2 separate regions of the Mus musculus genome follow, and region 2 is linked to region 1. The links are chromatin contacts, called in public promoter capture Hi-C maps. All regions are on one chromosome and are shown on one strand. The core of a region is the stretch at or near the end of the contact, and the rest is flanking DNA. Distances in the headings are between cores, read along the strand shown.

What was found. Capture Hi-C pulls out chosen DNA fragments and counts their contacts.
Region 2: a promoter capture Hi-C map of liver shows a contact between it and region 1. The contact joins the promoter of Gng7 here to the promoter of Fzr1 in region 1. A contact is called at or near these places in 6 of 39 promoter capture datasets (embryonic stem cells, fetal liver, liver and 1 more) and 1 of 9 other capture datasets (liver).

Annotation. Positions count from the first base shown.
Region 1 is chr10:81,376,628-81,379,799 of GRCm38.p6, reverse strand. It overlaps Fzr1 (fizzy and cell division cycle 20 related 1), which reads left to right and starts at 1,430. Exons shown (of 14, transcript NM_019757.1): 1 at 1,430-1,530.
Region 2 is chr10:81,013,393-81,016,564 of GRCm38.p6, reverse strand. Gng7 (guanine nucleotide binding protein (G protein), gamma 7) reads left to right here and starts at 1,640. Exons shown (of 4, transcript NM_010319.3): 1 at 1,640-1,709.

The DNA.
Region 1 (3,172 bases), core at 181-2,680:
GGAGGTAAAGGCAGACAGATCTCTGAGTTTGATGCCAGCCTGGTCTGCACAGCAAGTTCCAGGACAGCCAGGGCTACACTAAGAGACCCTAACTCGAAAAACCAAACAGAAGGCCAAACAACACAACAAAACCCAACCCTATTTGGGTTTTTTTTTTTTTTTGGTGTTTTGTTTTGTTTTTTAAGATTTATTTACGTGTTTTATGTAAGTACACTGTCGCTATCTTCAGACACACCAGAAGAGGACATCGGATCCCATTACAGATGGTTGTGAGCCACCATGTGGGAATTGAACTCAGGACCTCTTGGAAGAACAGTCTGTGTTCTTAATTTGTTTAGTGTCATTTACCCAGGGGCTGGCACAGGTGTGCCCATGGGATGGTCAGAGTTACACCTTGCAGGAGTTGGTTCTCGCCCTCTACCAAGTGATCCTGGGTATAAGGTGGGCTCCAGCTGGCTTAGCTGCAATCACCCTACCTTTTGAGCCATTGTGATGGGCCCAACATGTATGGTTTTGAACCTGGACCCTCTTGAGGTTTATTTCCAGCTGTCATCACTTGGGGCTTCTGGGAGTGAGTACTCAGGGACACGATAAATATTTTGGGGGGGCAGGTGTCTAACAGTCGTTCTAACAATGCAGAAGTTGAGGCTGGAGAATTGCTTCCAGCTCGAGGCTAGCCTGGCTAGAGAGAAAAAGGTAGCTCGAAAATTGAAAACAATAAACGCACAGTGAGTAACCAGCAGCGTCCGCGCGCCGAGCGCCATCCGTGGGGTAGTCACTTAACTGTTGAGTGAATCATAGCTTCAGGGGGAAGCGCCCCACTTCTTCCACAAACAGGAGCCACGCCTTCCTCCGCGCCTAGTTACTCCTGTTCTAGTCGTCCCCCCCCCCCATTCAGCCGTGGTCTTCCCCGACTGCTCATCCCAACACGGTTGCCCCGGGCAACAAGTGCCGTCTCGCTTCCTGTATTGATTTAAATCCTGAAGGACGTCCCATACTCCCGAGCTGCTCCGCGCTGGGGCGCGCAGGCGCAGCTGTTTGGGGTGGACGCGAGCACGGCACAGAGTGGGAGTGTCTAGGGGGCGTGCCCGCAAGGGACAGGGAAAGAGGCGGTGTGGGGGCGTGGCCTAGGAGAGGCGTTGGTAACTCGAGGGGCGTGGCTTCAGCACAGGCCACAGGGGGTTGGCGGAGAGATCCGTGCGTGTGGGCCGTGAGCGTGGCTGAGGGCGTGGCTTGCCCACGGAAAACCTTGGCGGCGTTGGGGGGGAGGACCTAGGGGGCGTGGCCTAGGCGCGGTGATGCGCTGGGCGGCGGGGCCGGTCGCGGGCGCGCGCGCGGCCTGCGGGACAGATTGGGGGAGGGAGTCGGGTTGCCACTGAGTTCCGCCATATTAGCTACCGCGGAGGCCGGGGGATTCCCGTGAGCAGCGGCGGCGGGGCCTGTCGCAACGGCGGGGCCTCGAACAGGCGCGGCGTGTTCCTGGGACCGGCGGGAACCGGCGGGTGCCGGCTGGCGACCGGAGCGAGGCAGGTGAGGACACGGGTGACTCGGGGACCCGCCCCCCCAGCCGACCCCTTCCTTCTCTGGGGCTCCAGTGCGGCCTGATCCTGAACCCCACATCCCAGCGACCTCCAGTACCGGCCCCGACCCCGCCAGCTCTCTGAGTCTGTCAGAGTCCTCCATCCCCAGAGCTCTGCTCTGATAGTTGCTCCCCTCGAATCCAGGGCACCACCCGTCTTGTTCCCCCGAACCCCAGAATGCAAACCAGCTTCCCAGATGAGGCCCTGAGTCACCCCAACCCTGAGTCCCCTCACCCGGCAACCTCGCCTTGACCTCGCTCTGTCCATCACAGCAATCATCGCCCAGAGCCTTGTTCAGAGCACGGCTAATGTCCAAATCCAGGCATTCCACATGTTGCAGCTCAGAACCCTAGGTCAGGCTCCTTGCGCCCCCAAATTCAGGTCACCCTTTACTACTTCCACCAAAACCACCCAATTCAGGTGAGGTCCTGAGTCAGATCTCAGACGGTCTGTCCCCAATGACCTCGCCCTGTCACCAACACTCTGTATTCTTTTGAGCTATGTTCCCTTAAATTTAGAGCATTCTGTCTCATGCTGATCACTCAAGACTCAACTGCAAACCATTCATCTGCACCCTGTTGACTTCCAAATGTAAATCCCCCTGCCTCAGATGCTCCCTACATCCAAACTGGGATCTGAGTCAACCTCCAGAGTCCAGGAGTCTCAAATCTGGCATTCCCCAGGTGGGAAGGATTGTGAACTAAATTTGCCGTAAACACCCAGTGGTTCAGCCAACAACCAGGTGTCTCATCTCAGGGGAGACATGGCCAGAAACCACAGACATTCTGTGTCCCCAAATCCACCACGTACCCTCTCAGATCTGAACCTCCACTCTGTGTCTTCAAATGCAAGTCCAGGTCCTTCCATCCTCTATCCCTGATCCAAAGCCATTGTCCCCTACAAAGCCCTTAAATCACCCCACCAACTTCACTTGTCTCCAGCTGTAAGCCTGACACCAACCTCTGTATAGGCATTACCTTCCTACCCCGCTCCCCTAAATTCTCTGCTAATTGAGAGCACCTGGTGGGATGCACTCCTTGTTGAGAACACCTGGTGGGAAGCACGCCCCCTACCCGTCCTGTCTGAGAGATGACCTCATTCCTCTGGCTGCTGAGTCCCAGTCCTAGCTCCTTCCTGCTGTTTGAATGAGGGTGATTCCCCAGTGAAGATTCACCCAGAACAGACACCACCTCTGGCTCTCGGGATCAGGGCTTAGAAAGAAAGGGAGTTGGTGGCTCTAGCTCTCATGGGGCTGGGATGGCATGTGTTGTAAAGATTAATGGAGTTCTCAAGTGTGGATTTGGTACTTGAGGAGTTTAGCCCATGTTTTGTGGTTCAAGGGTCTCTTTGCTTCCTTCGGATAGAGGGTCAGGAGCTAAGTGTGCACTGGAGGAGTCTTGGTGTGGTTTATTTCCTGGTTCTGGGCATGAAACCTAAGGCCTTTGCACATGCTTAGAAGAGAGAGGTCACCAATGAGCCAGGCTCCAGCCCCTTACTGGGAAATTCTAGGCAGGGGCTCCACCCTGACCACACCCCCAGCCCCTCACTGGGAGATTCTAGACAGGGGCTCCACCCCTGACCACGCCCATAGC
Region 2 (3,172 bases), core at 391-2,890, 360 kb after region 1:
TATTTATTCATTTATTTATTTATTCATTTATTTATTTATTTATTTAAATTTTATGTGCACGGGTGTTTTGCCTGTGTGCATGTCTGTGTGAAGGTGTCAGATCCCCTGAAACTGGAGACAGTTGTGAGCTGCCATGTGAGTGCTAGGAATTGAACCCAGGTCCTCTGGAAGAACAGCTAGTGCTCTTAACCACTGAGCCGACTCTCCAGCATTAGTTAGTTTTTGAAACAGGGTCTCATGTTGCCTACAATGGCTTCAAACTCACCCATGTAGCCCAAACTGAACTCAAACTTGGGGCAGTCCTCCTGCCTCATCTTCTCAAGTGCTGGAAGATAGCCCAACTCTGCATCTACCAGGTGAACCACAAACAGTAGTAGGGTCTGGGGACAGCCTGGATGGGATGTGCCAGGGAAGAACACTGAAGAAAGGTTCTGGGCTTTCTCTGAATATAAAGTGCAGTGTTTGTGTGTGTTTGTGTGTGTGAGCACACGTGCATGTGTGTGCCTGTCTGTGCATGTCTGTGGTGGGGGCATTCATATGTGTGTGCATGTATGTGTGTGGATGTGTGTGTGGATGATAGCCAGGTTCCTTCAGGAATGACAAGAGTCCAGGGAGCCGAGCCAGTAGATTGTCTGTCACAGAATGTCAGTCCACACCAGAATCCTGAGGTCACCCACCCAGGGGCTGCACTGGTCTTTCCCTGGGATGGCTGTTACCTGCAGGGATGTTCCAGATGTCTCTGAGGTCACCAAGAAAACTTGTAGAGAATGCAGACCCATGGGCTGGGGCTTCCAGCATGAGTCCCTGGTGCCACTGCCCCCACTGGAGAGTCAAAGTCATCCTCTCCTGCATGGTGAGTTCAAGGCCAGCCTGGGCGGTTTACTGTGACCCTGTCTTAAAATATATATATATGGCTGAAGTTATAACCCAAGCCAAGTACTGCAAAAGCCAAAAAAAAACCCAAGTAACAGAGAGAATAGAAAAAACCGGAGATGAACATCAGAATACAGAAATGATAAACAAGCAAATAAAAAATCAGTATTTCCTCACTATCCTGGGTCTCTGCTCGGGATTCAAACTCGTTCCTTGAAAACCACAAGGGAGCTTCCTGTCCCTGGCTCCCATGGGGTTTTTTGACTGGACCTTGCTGTTCTGTTAGATCTGGGCTGAGATGGGGAGTTTGATCGGTGTTTTCTTACTGCTAAAATGATGCTCAGCGGAAGATGAATATTATCACAATATGGGATACAAATGTATGCAAACGTCATAATGAAACTCATTATACCATACAATAAATACACACCAATAAAATAAACTCGAAAATCCAAACAAAACAAAGCCTGACTTAGTACATGCCTAACGTTAAGCAGCTTCTCCTCAGAGAGGCCCCTTTGATTGCACCATTGATTGCCAATCTTTAGACGCATAACCCCGCCCTCCAGCTAGTGAATGGCCCGTGGAGACGCCATTCCTGGGTTTGGCCCGCCCACTCGAGCCCGAAGCCCCGCCCTGCCCCCAAGGCTAAGCCTACCAGACTGTCGGCCCTAGGCTCCTCCTCTGGACCAACCTCCGCCACCTTGGCTTCTGATTGGTCCGAATGCTACAGAGGCTCCGCCCTCATCGCGGGAGACCCCGCCCCATGGAAGAGCCCTCTCTAGGCCCCGCGGTGCGTTCGGCTGTGCGGCTGCTGAGACACTGGCTGGAGGCAGGTGAGCTCCGCATGCTGAAGAGACTCGGGGTGTATCGGGGAGGAGTGGGCTGCCTCAGAGAGGACGGGGGCAGCCCAGAGAAGTGGGGTGAAGTCAGACAAGAGTGGGGTGCAGTCAGAGAGAGTTGGGGTGCAGTCAAAGAGGAGTGGGGTGCAATCAGGGAGGAATGGGTGGCAATCAGTTATGGAGGAGTGGGGTGCAGTCAATTAGGGAGGAGTGGGGTACAGTCATACAAGACTGAGTTTGGTGCAGTCAGATACGTATTGGGTAAGGTGACAGGAGTGTGGTGTAGTCAGGGGAGTGGCGTACAGTCAGGAGAAGTGGGGTACAATAAGGGAGGAGTGAAGTGAAGTCAGACAACAGTGGGATACAGACAGAGAAGAATGGAGTTCAGTCATGGAGAAGAGGGGTGCAGTCAGGGAGGAGTGGGGTGCAGTCAAGGAGGAGTGGGGCACTACCTGTTTGCTGTTTGGTTGCACACAGTACCAACACCTTGGAGACAAAGACATAGAGCAGGGGGAAGGTACCTGTGTGTCCCTCTCAGGGACTCAGGGTACATAGGCTTAGATCTTGGGGTGCACAAGGCTCCAGTGTTGACTGACTGTTTCAGAAACTTCCTGTGGGAGTGTTAGGGGCAATAGTGTTAAGGTGTGTGGGCAGCTCTCCACTGCGGGGGTGGGATGGGGTGGGGGTAGGGGCGAGGTGGGAGAGAGGGTGACGGTGGCTGGCTGGGGGACCTCTTGTTATAGCACTGAAACTGTTGCCAGGTGTCAGGGAACCAGGCACCAAGTTCACCGGTTTGCAGCTGCAGACAGGTCTAGTGCTCTCAGTGGCTTTGGGACTCTGCTTTGATCTGTTAGCTGCTGTCCCTCAGTCCTCAGTCCCCCCTACCTCCTCATGAGGGCAGGGCAGCTAGCCCTGGGTAGGCTCCCTGCAGTATCTGCCAGGGAAGATATGTGTTAAGGCCATTCTGGTGCAAGCTGTCACAGAAAGACTATGAGGAACCCCCCTTGACTCCCACCATCCTGGGGTGCAAATGAGAATCTCTACCCCGGTGGTGGCAGGCGTGCTCTCCCAGTCCTTAGGAAACTGAGGCAGAAAAATGGAAAATTTGAGGCTAGCTTAGGCTACATAGTGAGTTCCAGGACAGCCACGACTGCAGAGTGAGACACTGTCTCAAAAACACCACAGTCAGCTTGCAGTTTAGTGTAAGATTGTCTCTGAACTTGGGTGACTCTGCTGTGCAGGGAACACTGGGTAACATCTAGGGACATGTGTAACTTTCTCAAATCAGGGAGGAGGTCCTGGCATGCAGTGTGGAGCCTAAGACTGCACAGTGCCTTGCAGGGCCCATAGTGTCCCACAGACAATGAACAGGCCCAGTGTCCACAGCCCAGAGGTGTGAAAAACTGCCTGAGATCTATGCAGCCAGGTTGGAAGGATGTGGACTGGGATAGAGCCCG